Regions from separate parts of the Danio rerio genome. Here all the other regions are linked to region 1. A link is a contact called in public Micro-C data. All regions are on one chromosome and are shown on one strand. The core of a region is the stretch at or near the end of the contact, and the rest is flanking DNA. Distances in the headings are between cores, read along the strand shown.

Evidence for each region. Hi-C and Micro-C count contacts between places; a contact is called where the count stands out from the background.
Region 2: a contact with region 1 is called in a Micro-C map of caudal fin, with 5 times the contacts expected there. The contact joins the promoter of acss3 here to the promoter of rps16 in region 1. A contact is called at or near these places in 3 of 18 Hi-C or Micro-C datasets (caudal fin, hematopoietic stem cells and an unstated tissue).
Region 3: a Micro-C map of caudal fin shows a contact between it and region 1, with 7 times the contacts expected there. The contact joins the enhancer-like site here to the promoter of rps16 in region 1. A contact is called at or near these places in 9 of 18 Hi-C or Micro-C datasets (caudal fin, embryo, fibroblasts and 3 more) and 2 of 4 datasets of contacts at active chromatin or transcription factors (caudal fin and embryo).

What each region holds. Positions count from the first base shown.
Region 1 is chr4:22,248,100-22,253,245 of GRCz12tu, forward strand. rps16 (ribosomal protein S16) reads right to left here and starts at 3,060. Exons shown (of 6, transcript NM_001076732.2): 1 at 3,033-3,060; 2 at 2,892-2,943; 3 at 1,870-1,971. The coding sequence starts at 2,939. It also overlaps a transcript of myf6 not described here.
Region 2 is chr4:22,462,980-22,468,125 of GRCz12tu, forward strand. It overlaps acss3 (acyl-CoA synthetase short chain family member 3), which reads left to right and starts at 2,986. Exons shown (of 17, transcript XM_073947203.1): 1 at 2,986-3,522; 2 at 4,611-4,755; 3 at 5,006-5,146. The coding sequence starts at 3,146.
Region 3 is chr4:22,111,160-22,116,305 of GRCz12tu, forward strand. It overlaps ppp1r12a (protein phosphatase 1, regulatory subunit 12A), which reads right to left. Exons shown (of 26, transcript NM_001003870.2): 11 at 4,842-4,930; 12 at 3,898-4,014; 13 at 1,982-2,125. Among named protein-coding and RNA genes, the nearest start is that of pawr, 50 kb to the left of the region's middle. Within about 2 kb of position 2,097, at least 4 of the 62 cell types and tissues checked have an H3K27ac peak or open chromatin away from gene starts, as enhancers often do. A contact at or near this core is called in caudal fin, where this site is marked.

The DNA.
Region 1 (5,146 bases), core at 1,810-4,309:
GTTAGCAGATGGACAATCTCTCCAGGATACCCAAAGTGCACAATAAAAATGTGGGAAATGTAATAATCCAAATTCTGAAACAGCAATAAACCAAACTCCGTCAAAAAGTTCATAAACAAGTGTAGATAAATTTAATTTCAAAAAAACAAACGCAGGTATTTTTTGAAAACAAAGCTGTTGTTGCAATGATTGAGGTTGAAAGTTTACAAAGTACAAAAGACTAAAAAATATTAAAACACTTCAATTTCATAGGACAAAAGTTATTCCCTGTTGAATGTCCCCTCTGGAGAGCTGTTAGTCATTAAGAAAAGGCTGGGGATTTGCGAGTTGAACCACATAATTGGAGAGTTTGATTAATAAATAAATCTGTGACCAGCTATACTAATTGGATCAAGGAGTTAAAATGCAGATAATTTTCCATAAATCTGACATTAATACTTTCATAAGCAATATCAAAGGCTGTGAAAGATGAAGCTTTTTCAAAGAACAAAAGCTTGATTTCAGTAGGGCTTTACACACTTGAAATAATTAATCCTAGGCTTAAATTGTGGGTTATCTTGCTTTACAACCCTTATAATTTACAACTTTTAAAAAAAAACATCTTTATCAAAGTTTCTTCTCTGTGTCAGTATATAGTGCACGTTCATGATAGCTGCATGCTCTTCATAAGCGTCACACTTGATAGCGCTGCTGATATATACCTCAGATACTTTGCGGGGACATCTGGGGTAAACATCTGTGCAGTGTTTGTAAACATCCAACCTATACTAAGGATGTCCAGATCTGATCATGTGATAGGAAATAGAGCCTGATCACGTAGTTTCAGACTCGATCGGAATCGGACAGTACCTCCCAATCAGAACTTTAATAAATACCTGTATGTGTGTGTGTATACACACACATATGTGTGTGTGTGTGTGTGTATATATATATATATATATATATATATATATATATATATATATATGAGAAGAAACCGTTTGATTAAACTTAATTTTGTTTTGTGCGCAGAAAATGATTATCTTAGCTTTATAAAATTCTGATTAAACCACTGAAAAAACATGGTGCGCTTTGGGAATGGCCAACAAAATATTTTTTAGTCTTTAAGGCCATTAAAGAAGTTTGAAATGACAGTACAGTGTTTTCAAAACTTGACACCACTGTGCAGAAATAAGTGGAATTTTAAATGCATCTCACTGCTTAAGTGTAATGCTAAACACAACTGCAGATGAGAGAGGACAACAGTTTCATGAACATGTAGCAAACAGCTTTCTTCACTAGAAGTGTCACATTGTTTTATACTTGCCACACACGACACTAAATGGAAACATGTTTAGAACTTTGTCAGATATGGCATGATGCTGATGAGCTTCTCGTCTTTTGCCAAGCTATTCTCATGTTGTGCTAGATGTTAACTCCTGTCTGACTATAAACAGTGAGAATATGAAGCACGCCAAGGTTCTAGAAAACAGTCATTGATTGCAAAATCATCTGACCAATGAAAATTCAAAGGTGTTTAGGACCAAAATGAACTCCTGTAAAAAGCTTGCTTAGGTGGACTGTTTCGAACTGCCAAAAATAACTAAAAAATAACTTGGTTGTGGCTGGAATTTATTAGAAAATGTCTTTTTTTTTTTTTTAATTTCGTTTAAGTAAACTTTATAGTATAATTTAGTCAGGACCATTGCTGTCTACGGAGGACGCGACTGCTCAGATTTTATCCCATGTATCCAAAATTTATGTTCTGAAGATAATTTTTTATTTTTTTTTGCATGGGTTTGAAACGATATGAGAATGGGTGATAATAGAATTGGCGATTTTGGGTGATCTAACCGCTCAAAAAGCACTCCATCTTTGTGACAAACATACCTTGTACTGCAGAGTGACGGGCTCAATCATCTCAAGGGGTCTTCCGTTGACTTTAATAAGCCCATTTCCCCTCTTGCAGTGGGCGACAGCAGTAGCTGTTTTCTGTTGACAGAAAAAAATGGATCAGCCAACACATTGTTAGATTTCAAAACCATAGAAAACAATCTATTTGTTAACCAAAAAATTACAGCCACTTTTTTTGAAAAAACAAAAAAAAAGAATACATTGTACAATTAAAGTATTTAATAACAGAAAAAGAAGAAAACTCAGATGTTATGACACCAGAGACTACAAATGAGCAGTATCAATATCTTCTATGGCCTCACTTTTTAATTAAGCATCTGAAAACACTTAATGCTAGGCACACTTATTATCTGTTCATGTATTGTTAAAAGTGCAATACATTTAGGTGTATGTCCACATTTAGCAGCATGGGGAATTACAAATGAGTTAAAAGCTAACGTTAATTAGAACTTTTAAATATACCTGTAACGTTAGAATTTGTTGCATTAAAACCATTCGTTCCATTATACCAAAATGACTATTTAAGAGCTAGCACATAGTTGATGACACTACAGAGGAAGCAAACTACTGCTAACATTACACACAAGTAACGATACAAGCTAACAGTTAGCAAGACATACAACACATCTATATTAACCAAATAAGCAAGTACAGAAAATATCTAGATAAAGTTCAAGGTCAATTTTTATTCTATAAATCTCTGGATGTAAGAATTTAACTGTCCCACGTGTCAAAAAACAGCAATTGTCAATACAAAACCCCATCACTTGCGATCTAGAGAATCATGGCCTATTATATACATTTACGCGGCGTAAAAGCACATAACCTTGTTTGTAGTTACTAAGGGTTATGTGCGTTTGTTCAGTTTATTTCTGAGCATGCACAAAACCACAGTGGTTTACAGTCGCATATTGCTGTTAGCATAGCCGGCTAACTTGAGTGCCTCATCAGCGCCGTGCGCGAGCACATGAGAAACATTGATGTCTGAATTTACTCACTTTACGTCCAAAAACCTGGACAGACTGTAGGGGACCTTTAGCCGGCATGATTCTGAAACAAAGACAGAATAGATAACGTTTACTTTGAGATGAAATTAATCTTTAATTGACTGCACTATGGAGAAGGACTTGCAGACGCACCTTTCAGATACCGAGCGCTGTTCGGAAAGGCCGCACAAGGGTTTCCTGAGCCCAGAAGCAGGGGCGCTGTCGTAAACACATGCTTTCGTGAAAAAGTATTTGCGACAGTTCTCACTTCAAAATTACAGTCCACAATTTGACAACAAACAACAACTTTTAATGTAAGTATTTAATAATACTTATGTTTCTTTGGCAAAATAAGGAAGCATAGCACGTCCATTGAATAGCTTAGATATCAAAACAAGGCCTACTATACTTATTTTAACAAATCATTATATTAAAGATAAGAAACAAAGGTTTTAAAATCTAGCTGGAAATCTTGTCTGAATTTGGGCTCAGCTTATGAGAGCTTAATGCTCTCTGAAGTCAGTAATATCCTAACATTTCACAAAATAAAAAAATTCTATAATTCAACACAATCAGTAACTCATAAAAAAATTTGATGTGTGCTTTTATATTATTTTTAAGGGGTCTTCAATTATTTTGAAAGTATTAATATACAAAAAATAATTAAATAATGTAATCAAATCAAAAGTAAGACTAAAATAAATAATCAAATATGTAATGATCTATAAATCAATAAACATACAAAATTATGAAAGGAATAAGCTTGAACATCAAATTGTAATTATAAAACTATTCATGCAAAATTATAATTTATTTAGGGTTCAAATAAATCAATAAATAAACCATTATAAAAATACTAATAAACATACCAAATGGATTAGAGTGCATTAAATAAAAAATACCTCAAAAGTTAATAAACGTGCAATTAAATTAATAAACAGTAGGCCTACTTTCCAGTAAAAAGTGTAATAAAAAAACTAATATATTAGTAATTTTTAGGTTTATTTGGATCCTTACAGAACCTCCCACCCGATGTAAATGCCTTTTACCATTCGCTCAAAACAGGATGGTCATGCTGGGTCCCACGTGCTACATGTGAAACATCATCACTAGATGGCGCTATATTACAAGAGTATACACCAGAGCACAAACACGAAGATCTTTTGAAATTTAGGTCATATTTTTCTGACTTTTTTTGACTAAGGTAAGAAATTGAAATGCATTATAGCAAGACAATGTAACTTTCATGTTCAGTTTGTCAGTCTCTTATTTTAACACGAGTACCTGACTGGTTGTTATTTTGAAAGTCATTTGTCGTTGTTGAGCGTAATTGTTACACATCGACATCTTACTTGTTTTTCCTCTACGTTTCTTAAAATACTGAGGCAAAAAGTACGTTAAATACAATATTCTTTTAAAAATAGCTTGAGTATTTACAATTATGTTGGTGTGTTAAATGTCACACAAAGGTAGGCCTACATCTTAATTGTTATTGAAGAACGTTAAGTTTATATATTTAAATTGCCCTAATTGGTGCTCTAATAAATTCACTGACTCGCTGTTCTTCGGCTTACTCCAATCTTTTATCATTGTTCTCAGTCAGACGAACCTCCAAACCTCAAATAACTATATACATTTAAAAATACATGACATCCAAGTTTCAGGGATACTGTTGCAGATTGTTATACATCCAGCAGTATATTTAATAATACATTAATAATTCAGTTTTTAAGTTAGCTGAAAAAAATATATTATGCTAAATAACTAAAATAACATCCTGGCACTTCACAAATTGCTTTTCTATTTTAACTAGATATATATTATTTTTTTAAATAGAAAGTTACAGGTTAACAGGATTTTTTTCACTCCATGATGATAACTTTCAAGTCATCTAGGGTTTCTGATTTTTGTTTATTCTCTTTGGTTGTATGGAGTACTTCTCTTTAATTACAAATTAAGCTTAGAATAATAGAAAATATTAAAATTAAAATTTAAATATCAAACTTGATTTAAAATAGATTTAGATCCTGACGTTGAAATCTTTTTGAGTTAAACTAACCAGTTAATACTGCAAAAACAAATAAAACCTTAACATGTACAATATTACTATAATCTATTGTCAAGTGTGAGGACAATCCAGATGCAGATAAGCGATAAAATAAACTTTAGCTCAAAAAGAGAGAGAGAGAAAAAAAAAAAAAACCCTGGTAACAGTCTAAAGGGCTAATAAACAATTCATGGTAAGGTAAGAGTCAACTTCAGTTTAA
Region 2 (5,146 bases), core at 1,736-4,235, 210 kb after region 1:
AGCGATTAGCCCATATTTTAAATATCTGTCCAGAGAGGTCATGTTTTGATCCTCGATTGGTCTCACGCAGTCAAGTGATGCGATTTTACAGGTCAGAGTTCACCAAGCTTGAACTTTCCAATGCATCGATCTGCGAAACTTAACGCACAAGCTTGCATTTCCGGTCTGACTCATTGGCGTGTGTATGAAGTCTATGGGGAGAAAAGTCCAGTGTGACCACAGCTTAACATCCCAGTGCCTGCAACTGTATTGCTTTAATTTATGTATAACTGTGGCTAATTAGACAGCATGATTTGTCCCACCTGTTGGATTGTTGATTGCAAAATTTAAATGTAAAATCTAGCAGATGCTGTAAAATTTGAAGAAATTCGCAATTTTCATAAAATTCCCACAGATTTTGGGCAGTTGAGATGCTAAATCACACAATTGCAACAAACATTTTAATCTGGAGTAAAACAAGCTAGAAGAGAGTTCTTTATTATTACAGTCAAAACTGTACAGTACATCAGGCTTGTAATGGCTCATATGATTTATGATCTGATGGCCCATATGATCGAACTGCACAAATTGTATCAACTTAAATATATACATTTTTATTTGAATGTCACTTTAAGCTGTATAGAAGTGTCTTGATAAATATCTAGTCAAATATTTTAGTGTCATCATGGCAAAGATAAAATAAATCAGTTATTATGAGTTATTAAAACTATTATGTTTAAAAAATGTGCTAAACAGGGGGGTTCAAAATTCATTGGGGCTAATAATTCAGACTTAAACTGACTGAGAATATCTCCTCTGCATAACTGCAATTATATTCATTATACTTTGATGAATATTTTATTAATTGGTGTTTGTCTCGGGTGTTTTTGTTGTTCACTCTTGCCTTCAGCTTGCTTAGTGAGGTTTTAAGGCAAAGCTACTTTGGAACAATAATGCCGTATACAAAGAAATGTCAGTTTACTTTAAGCTCAAAGTACTCTGATGAGAAAAAACTAATTTCATTGCCTCTAAATTACCAACATGATCAGCACTACTCCAACACAATCTTCAAGATTGATAGTTTTTACGTTTTAATTAGCGTGAAAAGTATTTATTTGTGCCCTTTTACTGTGAAAAAAATACAGATTTGTATAAGTAAGCATAATAATACATTATAAATTGTTACTAATACACCAGCAAAGTGTTTTAATCATAAAATAAATAAATTAAATAGTAAAATTATTGAAATAAGAGCAAGAACTAATATCACCTGATATAAGTAGTCTGCTGTACTAATATAAATACTAATTATTGTCCATTATAAGCCATTAAAAATAAATGCAACCACACACAAACACACAAGGACTGTATGAGTATGTGTGTTCAACGCCAAGCCGGCCTTAATGGCTATTTTCATTTAGAGGTGTGTGTAGTTTTACAGTGTCTGATTTATTTTATGTGTTTAAGTACAATTCAAGTTTTGTTTCATTCTGTGAATTTCAAATTACATTTAATTGAATTAATTAAAGTAATTTAATTACAAATTTTAAAATCAAAATATGTAGAGTCATGTAGTGTATAATGTCATGCATTTTTTTGGCATAAATTAACAAAGAAGTAACATGTTTTTTACACATTTTTATATTCATTTATAGACTACGTCAATCTCAGTTTGAGCCTCTGAATATGAATATGAGTCATAATGAAATATGAAAGAAAAAATCTGATACATGTAAAAAAAAAAACAAGCAAGCAAACAAACAAACAAACAAACAAACAAACAAACAAACGTTTAGCTTTTTTTTTTCAAATAAAATATATATTTTTATTGGCTTTAGTTAAGGAGTTTTGTTAAACAACTCATTTGCTCATTGTGTGTTTTCTTTTAAAGTCTTTAAATTTGATATTAAGCCTTGAGCAGCAAATACTTATTAATTCATGGCACATATAATTCAATAAATATAACTCAATAATTCATTCATTCATTTATAGCACAATGAACCGCCAACTAATCCAGCATATGTTTTTACGCAGCCGATGCTCTTCCAGCTGCAACCCATCACTGGGAAACATCCATACACACTCATATACTACGGACAATTTAGCTTACCAGATTCACCTGTACAGCATGTCTTTGGACTTGTGGGGAAGACTGGAGCACCTGGAGGAAAACTCACATAAACATGGGGAGAACATGCAAACTCCACACAGAAATGTCAACTGTCCCAGCCGAGGCTCGAACCAGCGACCTTCTTTCTGTGAGGCGAGAGCACTATCTACTGCGCCACCACGAGGCCCTTCAATATTTCATATTAATCACATAAAATAACATCTGCACTGGACAAAATATTCAGCACAGCTTTGTGAGTTTAATTTAAACAAGAAAAAAAAAACTTTTTTATATGGAAAGCAAAAAATTTTACTTTCTCAAACATCAACATATTGTTACCTCACCAATTTTTATTTTCAATTAAATTAATAAGCAGACTGATTGCATCTCTTGAAAAGTAATGCTTCATTTAACGATCTACCCGACAGAACCTTGTAATTCCAAGCAGAAAATGACTTTTTTAGAATTAGAAGGTTCTGTTTGCCATGTTTATTTGATCCCAATTAGCAAATTAAAGAGAATTTTGATTATTTACATTTTGAGTACATGTAGGGTCTCTTTAATGTTAATGTATGAATAAGAATTATTACTCACATATTGTTTGCTATATGGAATGCAAAAAAAAAGAGCTTAATATCTTAAAATCATTTAGAATGCAGATAGAACCTTATAATTCCAAGGTTATGATTTGTTCTCACACACAGCTACTGTTCTATGCATATAAAATATGGCTTTCTTAATTTCTGGAGGTTCTTACCGGTAAAAAAAAAAAGTTTGAAAACTCCTAGTATAGGCTCTTTTCCCCAAAGCATTTACGCAGACTATAGCATTGCTTAACACAGTGTTTCATAAATCATGCAGGACACCTCAGAAAGCCCCAGCGTTACGTAACAATCACATTTAGTGGATTGCAGTATCTTGGAGTGGCCTCTGGCTGTGATCTGAAGTATTGAATTATTATTCGGCCATTTTTGACTGGAAAAACTTGGAGCATTCTTGTGTCAACAAACAGCGGAGCTCAAGCGACGCGACTCTGAATAGAAAACCTCGGAAAACATGCGACTTTTCCAAACTACGCGTTTAAAGCACATGTGCACTGCGTACGGAGTAAAGGAAAGCAGCAAAACAATGAGTGCTGTGGGTTCAAGATGTTTACTGGGTCTCAAGTTTTCATGCACAGGTGTGTACGGGCAGTGTTACCTGCCAAAAGTGAAGACAACTTTCTTGCGTGCGTGTGAGCAGCAAATCCATAACTGCAGCACGCACAGGACACATTTTGTTCGTGGGTTTTCATCAAAACATACATATGAAGACGCGTTTGGCCTGGCGCGTGATAAACCTGACACGTTCTGGAGTGAAGCGGCGCTTGGCATCACTTGGTTTGAACGCTGGACTAAAACTTTGGATAATACGGATTTAGTGTTTCCAAAGTGGTGAGTACAGACTAACTTAAGCATAACATATTGATTCTTTGCTTTAAACAGTAACAGAATGAAAGTAAACGCATGTGTGTTCAAGCGAGATAACAGTTTTAAAGGGATGTGTTCAGAATGACAACCTCAGTAAAACATTTTCTTTTATTGTTTGGGATAACAAAATGAACTGTTTAGTCCTTAACAATGCTGTTCGAACCCTAAAGCCTGTTTTAAAAACGCAATGCTTCTGGCGCGTGACGCATTGGGATGACGTATGCCATAATGCGTGTGTCTTTAGGCCAATCAAAAACAGCTAAGACGAACGCTTCCTGTGTGAACGCCCCTTTTGTGTAGTTTTCTCATTTCAGTCAGTAGCAAGTGGTAAACAAATAAATATTTACGTTTTTTTGTTTTAATTTAGTTCAGGTTTATGATGGCAGATTTTGTATGCTGTGGATTGACATGAGAATATAGTGTAACTTATACTAGTTAATTAGTAACTATAGAGCCTTTTCCTCAGTTGTGTTTTGCTTTTTTGGAGGGTGAAAATGTTATCACTATGAACAACAGCCAGGTTCCCAGGCCAGAAGGACTAATTTTCTTTATAGTTATTGATTTTTAACTGTTATTGATTTGTAACTTATGAACTTTTAATGAGAGATCTACTGTGAGCTTCGAGCCAAGGTTGTTAAATGATTTTATGTGCTTTTGTTGAATTTGTTCATTAATTCATTAGCTTAATTGCACTGACTTTCAATCATGTTTAATAACAAACTTTGTGCAGAAAATAGCTTTATAAATAATATCTTTATAAAATACATGTCTATAATGAATAACAGTGGCATTTCTTGTGAAAAATGTGGGAATTCTCATCAGCTTTCAAGAAGCTACATGAATACCATTATCCAGTCAACATTATTCTTATTTTGCAATAAACTTCATTCAAAAATAAGGAGCAGAACCTATAAAAAATGAACAGGTGCTTTAATTTAAATTAGTATTGGAAAATGACATTTTAAACCTTTTGTTTAGTCAATTTAAACTTTCAAAAAATGATATACATGGTATGACCATTTGCCTCAGCTATTCTTCTGTTTTCTTTTCAGGTTTGTTGGAGGAAAACTAAATGTGTGTTATAATGCTGTCGATCGGCATGTGGAGAATGGAAGAGGGGATCAAGCAGCTGTCATTTATGACAGTCCAGTTACCGGGACTAAACAGGTCATCACTTACAGAGAAGTGCAGGAGCAGGTAACTTATTTAATCTACAGTCACATTTGCAAACTTTTATATTATCTGTTGAGTAAAGATAACATGGATTTTAAGAGAAAAGAAAACTTCTATTCTCTCAGTTTCAAAAGTGAGATGCTGCTTCCTATTCCCAAATGTGTAATGTTTACTGTCTTCTTTGTTTATTATTGATATTGTAATATTTCTGATTTGCCTTTAGTGTGTCATGGTTTGGTTATGTATAAATTCTAGCATTTGTACCTATTTGCAGGTCTCCAGGTTGGCGGGGGTACTGGTGAAGCATGGTGTAAAGATGGGTGACCTGGTGGTGATCTACATGCCCATGGTTCCTCAGGCCATGTTTACCATGCTGGCCTGTGCCCGTATCGGTGCCACCCACAGCCTCATATTT
Region 3 (5,146 bases), core at 847-3,346, 140 kb before region 1:
TCAGAGAGGGGTCTGGATGTAGACCTGGTGCAGTGCAATCTGAGCTGCATCCAATGGATTTTAATGTGCTCACCTAACCCCACACACCTATCCCTACCCCTCACAGTGACCTTAACAGCTCCATTGAGTGCATTGTGTCTTACATGGCATCTCTAAGATATGCAATCTCAGCTTGCATCCAGATACTATTGCCAAACTCTCTTATTGACCTTGGTAAACCCGCGCTACAGTTGTTCAAGTTTACTTCAGTCACAGCAGGCAGTCGTTTACTGTTTGTGTTCAGTTCACCTGCTGAATTATGCATGTGCAGTATTATCAATTCACTGGTTCTCAAATCTGATTTCTGTGTACTGTTCAAATAACTGAATAATCCAGAGAAACTGGTTTATTTTGAGTCAGAGTGGGGTATCCGGGATGTTAAAAAGTAAGCAGTTAGTAAATAAGTGCTTACTGGAAAGGCAAATTGTTTTAAATGATTCAGTTCAATTTAGTGAAATAGTTTCACCGGTTCTCTTAGAGCAGGGATGTCCAAACTCGGTCCTGGATGGCAGGTGTCCTGCAGATTTTAGCTCCAATTTGCATCAACACACCTGCAAGGTTGTTTCTAGAAAGCTTAGAAAGAGCTTGATTAGCTAGCCCAGGTGTGTCTGAATGGGGTTGGAACTAAACTTAGCAGGACACCGGCCCTTCAGGACTGAGTTTGGACACCCCTGACTTAGAAGATCTGATTAGAAAGAATGATTTGTTTGTTATTAGGCAGAAATAAAACCCTTTATTGGGCACAAATGTGTTAAAATTAATACTTTTAAGTCTCTCCCATGGTCATATTTAATGCTTTCACTGTGCTGCTGTCATGTCCACTTGTTGTTTTTGTCACGGGAGGACTGGAGGAGAACAGGCAGGTCTGGCCAATGACATAAAGATTACAGAATCTGGGGTGTCGCACAGGTCAACACCAAGCAGCGAGAAGCAAATAAATTTATTTCTAAAAGGCTTACATAAGGCTTATGTATTAAATGTATTTACAAAGATGAAAACGAAAGACATTTTGCTATAATCTTAGTTAGCTTCAGTTGGTTTTGTATATACACAATACAGTTTCAGTTAGATCTAGTTTTTTTTGTTTTAAACTCATTTTTATTTTTATTTCAGTTAACAAAAATGTTTTTAAATTTTAGTTTTTGTTTTTTCGCTCATTTTCGTTAACTGTAATAACCTTAAACAAAAACAAAGCAAAAATAGAGCCAAACTAACAAAAACAAAACCAAACACAATCAAAAAAACAAATGAAACATAGCAAAATAAAGAAATATATCCAAACCTAACAAAAAACTAAATGAAGAAACAACAACAAAGCATCAACAACAAAAAACAAACCAACTCAAACTAAGGGAAACAAACTGCACAATAAATAGATAACAATAACAAAAAAGTAAACTAAAATCAAATGTAAAAAAGAAGAACAAAAAAAAAGAAAATATATATGTATATAAAGAAGAAACAGCAACATCTATAAAACATAAAATTGAATAAAAAAAATTATATTCTTTTGGCAAAGTCCGCCAGTGCCAGCACAATAAATAACACAAATACAACAACAACAAAAACACTATAAACTGAAATCAAACTCAACTCCCCCAAAAGAGAGAGAGAGAAAGAAACATCTATAAAACACAGCTAAATGAACATTAAATAATAGAGCTGGGCAATATATCTATTATTTTTATTTCTTTTTATTATTATTATTTAACTGAAGGAATATTTTGACGCAATTAAATAAATGCAGTCAGGTCAAAACTTGTATGTATATAATACACTGTGATTTTTATAGAACATTTTAATAAAATATCGGCTATAGAATTATTGGCCAGTACTATTACAATGTCCAGTGTAAAACTACACAGCCTACAGACAGTAACAATGGCAGCTGTGAGGGAACACAGAGACAGATGAAGGAGGTGGCGTGTGCTCGGGCTGGTACCTGCGGTGAATGCTGTAAGACTGGTAGTAGGAGGAAGGCTGCCAGGCTTTAGAGTTGTTAGGCTCCAGGCTGGAGGCGGAGGAGGATTTGGCGGGCAGGTCGCGAGAGCTAGACGTGCGGCCTAACGCTAGCGTGTGTGACGTACTGCCGTGTGGATGTGGCAGGGTGAAAGAGGTGAGTTAGCAGGGAGCCAACAAACAAACACACATTAAAACTTGAACACACAGAGACAAACGTTACATGGTGTCTGAAGCACTGACTGGCTTGTGTGGGGCTAGGTTTCTTATAGAGGCATAGATTGGGATATGAATAGTCAAATAGCATCAAATAACATCATATATGGAGATGAAAGTGAAAAGCTGGTTGTAATCTAGAAAGCATTAGCAGGTTTATGTAATAAAGGTCTAGCACTTCAGCATGCTTCTTTTGTTATTAGAGTCTGAAACCAAACCAGGCGGCAAAAGTGCATTCATGCACATTCAGAGTTTCATAATGGAACAAAAGCTCATGGCTCATTCTGATGGTAATGAGTGCTTTTTCATCTTTTAATAGAGTTTTTAAACTAGTCATTTGGGAGAATTGTGATTGTTTTTATGTATGATTTTTACAATCATCAAATTTAGCATGCAAACTCAAATTATTGATGTTTTCCGTTAATGCATTAAATAAGATAACATCTTTATTTATTTTGTAATTTATATATATTTAAAACAGGTAAAAGGCTTTCTCAAAATTCCCAATAGAACAAAACATTCCTCACTGGGGTAGAAGTATTACATTGCATTAAAATATAAATTGAAAATATATATTAAATATACATTTAATGCAATATTTATTTATTTTTTAATTACAGTACTGTATAATTTCGCTTTATATTATAGCACAATTAAATAAAAAAAAATGAGGTCAGTAAGATGTCTTAATAAGGTTAATAAATAGATTTATTCTAAAATAGTATTTTTTTTTTCAATGTATATTACAATTTTATTTCTGTGTAGCTGAATGTTTAGAAGCCATTACACCAGTTTACAGAATCACATTGCAGTGATTGAGCGGATTTCAACTAATAATAATGTCGTAAGCAGTTAATACATTTGTCAAAACAGTGATGCATTATTTTTTTGTGGATTGTTTTTTTATATATATATATACACACACACAATCCGTAATGGTCCTCTTATTACTTAAATACTTTTAAAATATCACTTGTTTTTTTTCGCCCTTTTACTGGTATACAAGTCACACTTTACAAAACGTTTCATTAGTTAATGTATTTACTAACATGAACTACGTATAAACAATACTTGTGCAGCATTTACTAATCATTCTTCAACATTTACTAATGCATTATTAATATTCAAATTCATGCATGTTAACATTAGTTAATGCCCCATGAGTTAACAAATTAATAATGACCAACTGGATGTTCATCAACTAATGTTAACTCACATGAACAAATACTGTAATAAATGTATTGTTTATTATTTATGCAAGTAAATGCAAACTAATACAACCTTTTTTAAAGTGTTACCAGCATATATTAAAAATATATTTTGACCAAATACGTTAAATAGTGAATGATTTGGCATTTTAAAAAGTTTGAAACCTTGATTTTAGACAGTTACATGCATGTTAGAAAAATGATTATCATGCTCAAAAAACTGTATGAAGACAGGGAGTAGAGACAAATTCTACAGGTCTACTTGAGTTAGCTTTAAATTAGTTAAACATCAACCCTTACAATATTTATGAGACTGTTATGATGCTTTAGAATCACAATCAAACACAAATGCAAGCTGAGAGCAGGTGCTAAAAGTTTGTCAGTAAAAGGTGCTAGAAGCATCTGAGAAAGCAGCAGCAGTAGCAGAAGCATTGACTGACACACCAATAAAACCAACACCGAGTAAAACGCTAACCTGCGCTGATAGCTGGAGGTTCTGTTTGTTGAGGCCGTTCCATCGCTGTTCTTCAGGTCTTCTTCCCAGCGTCTCCTTGTGTACGAGCCGCTACGTACCAGACTAGCAGCCGAATCCCTGAGAAGCACATGCTACATAAAGTACCTCCAATACAGTAATGGTCTAACATATTAGTACACTTGTTAGTTTTTTTAAACAGCCTTCTTAAAGGAACACTAATATTACAACTTCCCTAGAGTTAAACAGTTGAGTTTTCCCATTTTTAAATTCATTCAGCCAATCTCTAGGTCTTGTTAGAGCCCTTTTAGCTTAGCTTAGCATAGACTATTGAATCAGATTAGACCATTAGCATCTTGCTCAAAATAAAAAAGATAATTTCCTTATTTAAAGCTTGACTATTCTGTAGTTTTATCACATACTAAACCAGACAGAAAATTAAAAGTTGCTATGTTCTAGGTCGATTTCAAGTCCTTGTCAAATAAATACATTAAAAAATGTAAATTTATTCCACTAACAAACTTAAAGGGATATTTCACTCTAAAAATGAAAATTCTGTCATTATTTACTAATCCAAACCCATTTAAGTTTCTTTCCTCTGTAAAAAAACAAACAAACAAAAAAAACTCTGAAGAATGTTAGAGGGCAGTTTAGACTATAGTGCTTTCCCCCCAACATTTTTCAGAATATCTTATTTCATGTTTAACAAATGAAATAATATCATAAAAGTTTAAAGCCACATGGGTGTGACTAAATGGTGAGTAAATGTTTTTTATTTTTGAACGAACCTTTCCTTTAACTTTACACAACTGGAAAAAGACATAAATATTTGACAGTGATATTCATCTCTCCTGTAATCTGAATGTGTGTAGAGTAATTCTCCTCACACTGCAACACAGCCCACAGAGCAGCAGGAGGCGCTCTTAACAACACAAAGCTCTCTTTACCTGTTTTCCTTCTCATCGATGTCTGAGGTGCTAACATGTCTCCTCGGTATAGTTGGTGCAACATATGCCAGGCGTGTTTTCTCCTTCTCCTGTTGTAAATAAACCAAGCTAGTATGAGATGACAAACAGCTCCAATCTTCAAAATGTTTATGAAAAGATATAAATCAAGCAATATACAATATATATAAATCAAAACAATGTAAATCAAGCAGAAAATTAATCTAAAAAATGATTTGTTAACACTTTAAAGGTGTCCTTGCCACGTTCCATGTACTTACTATAGTAATAACAAATATGCATAATAA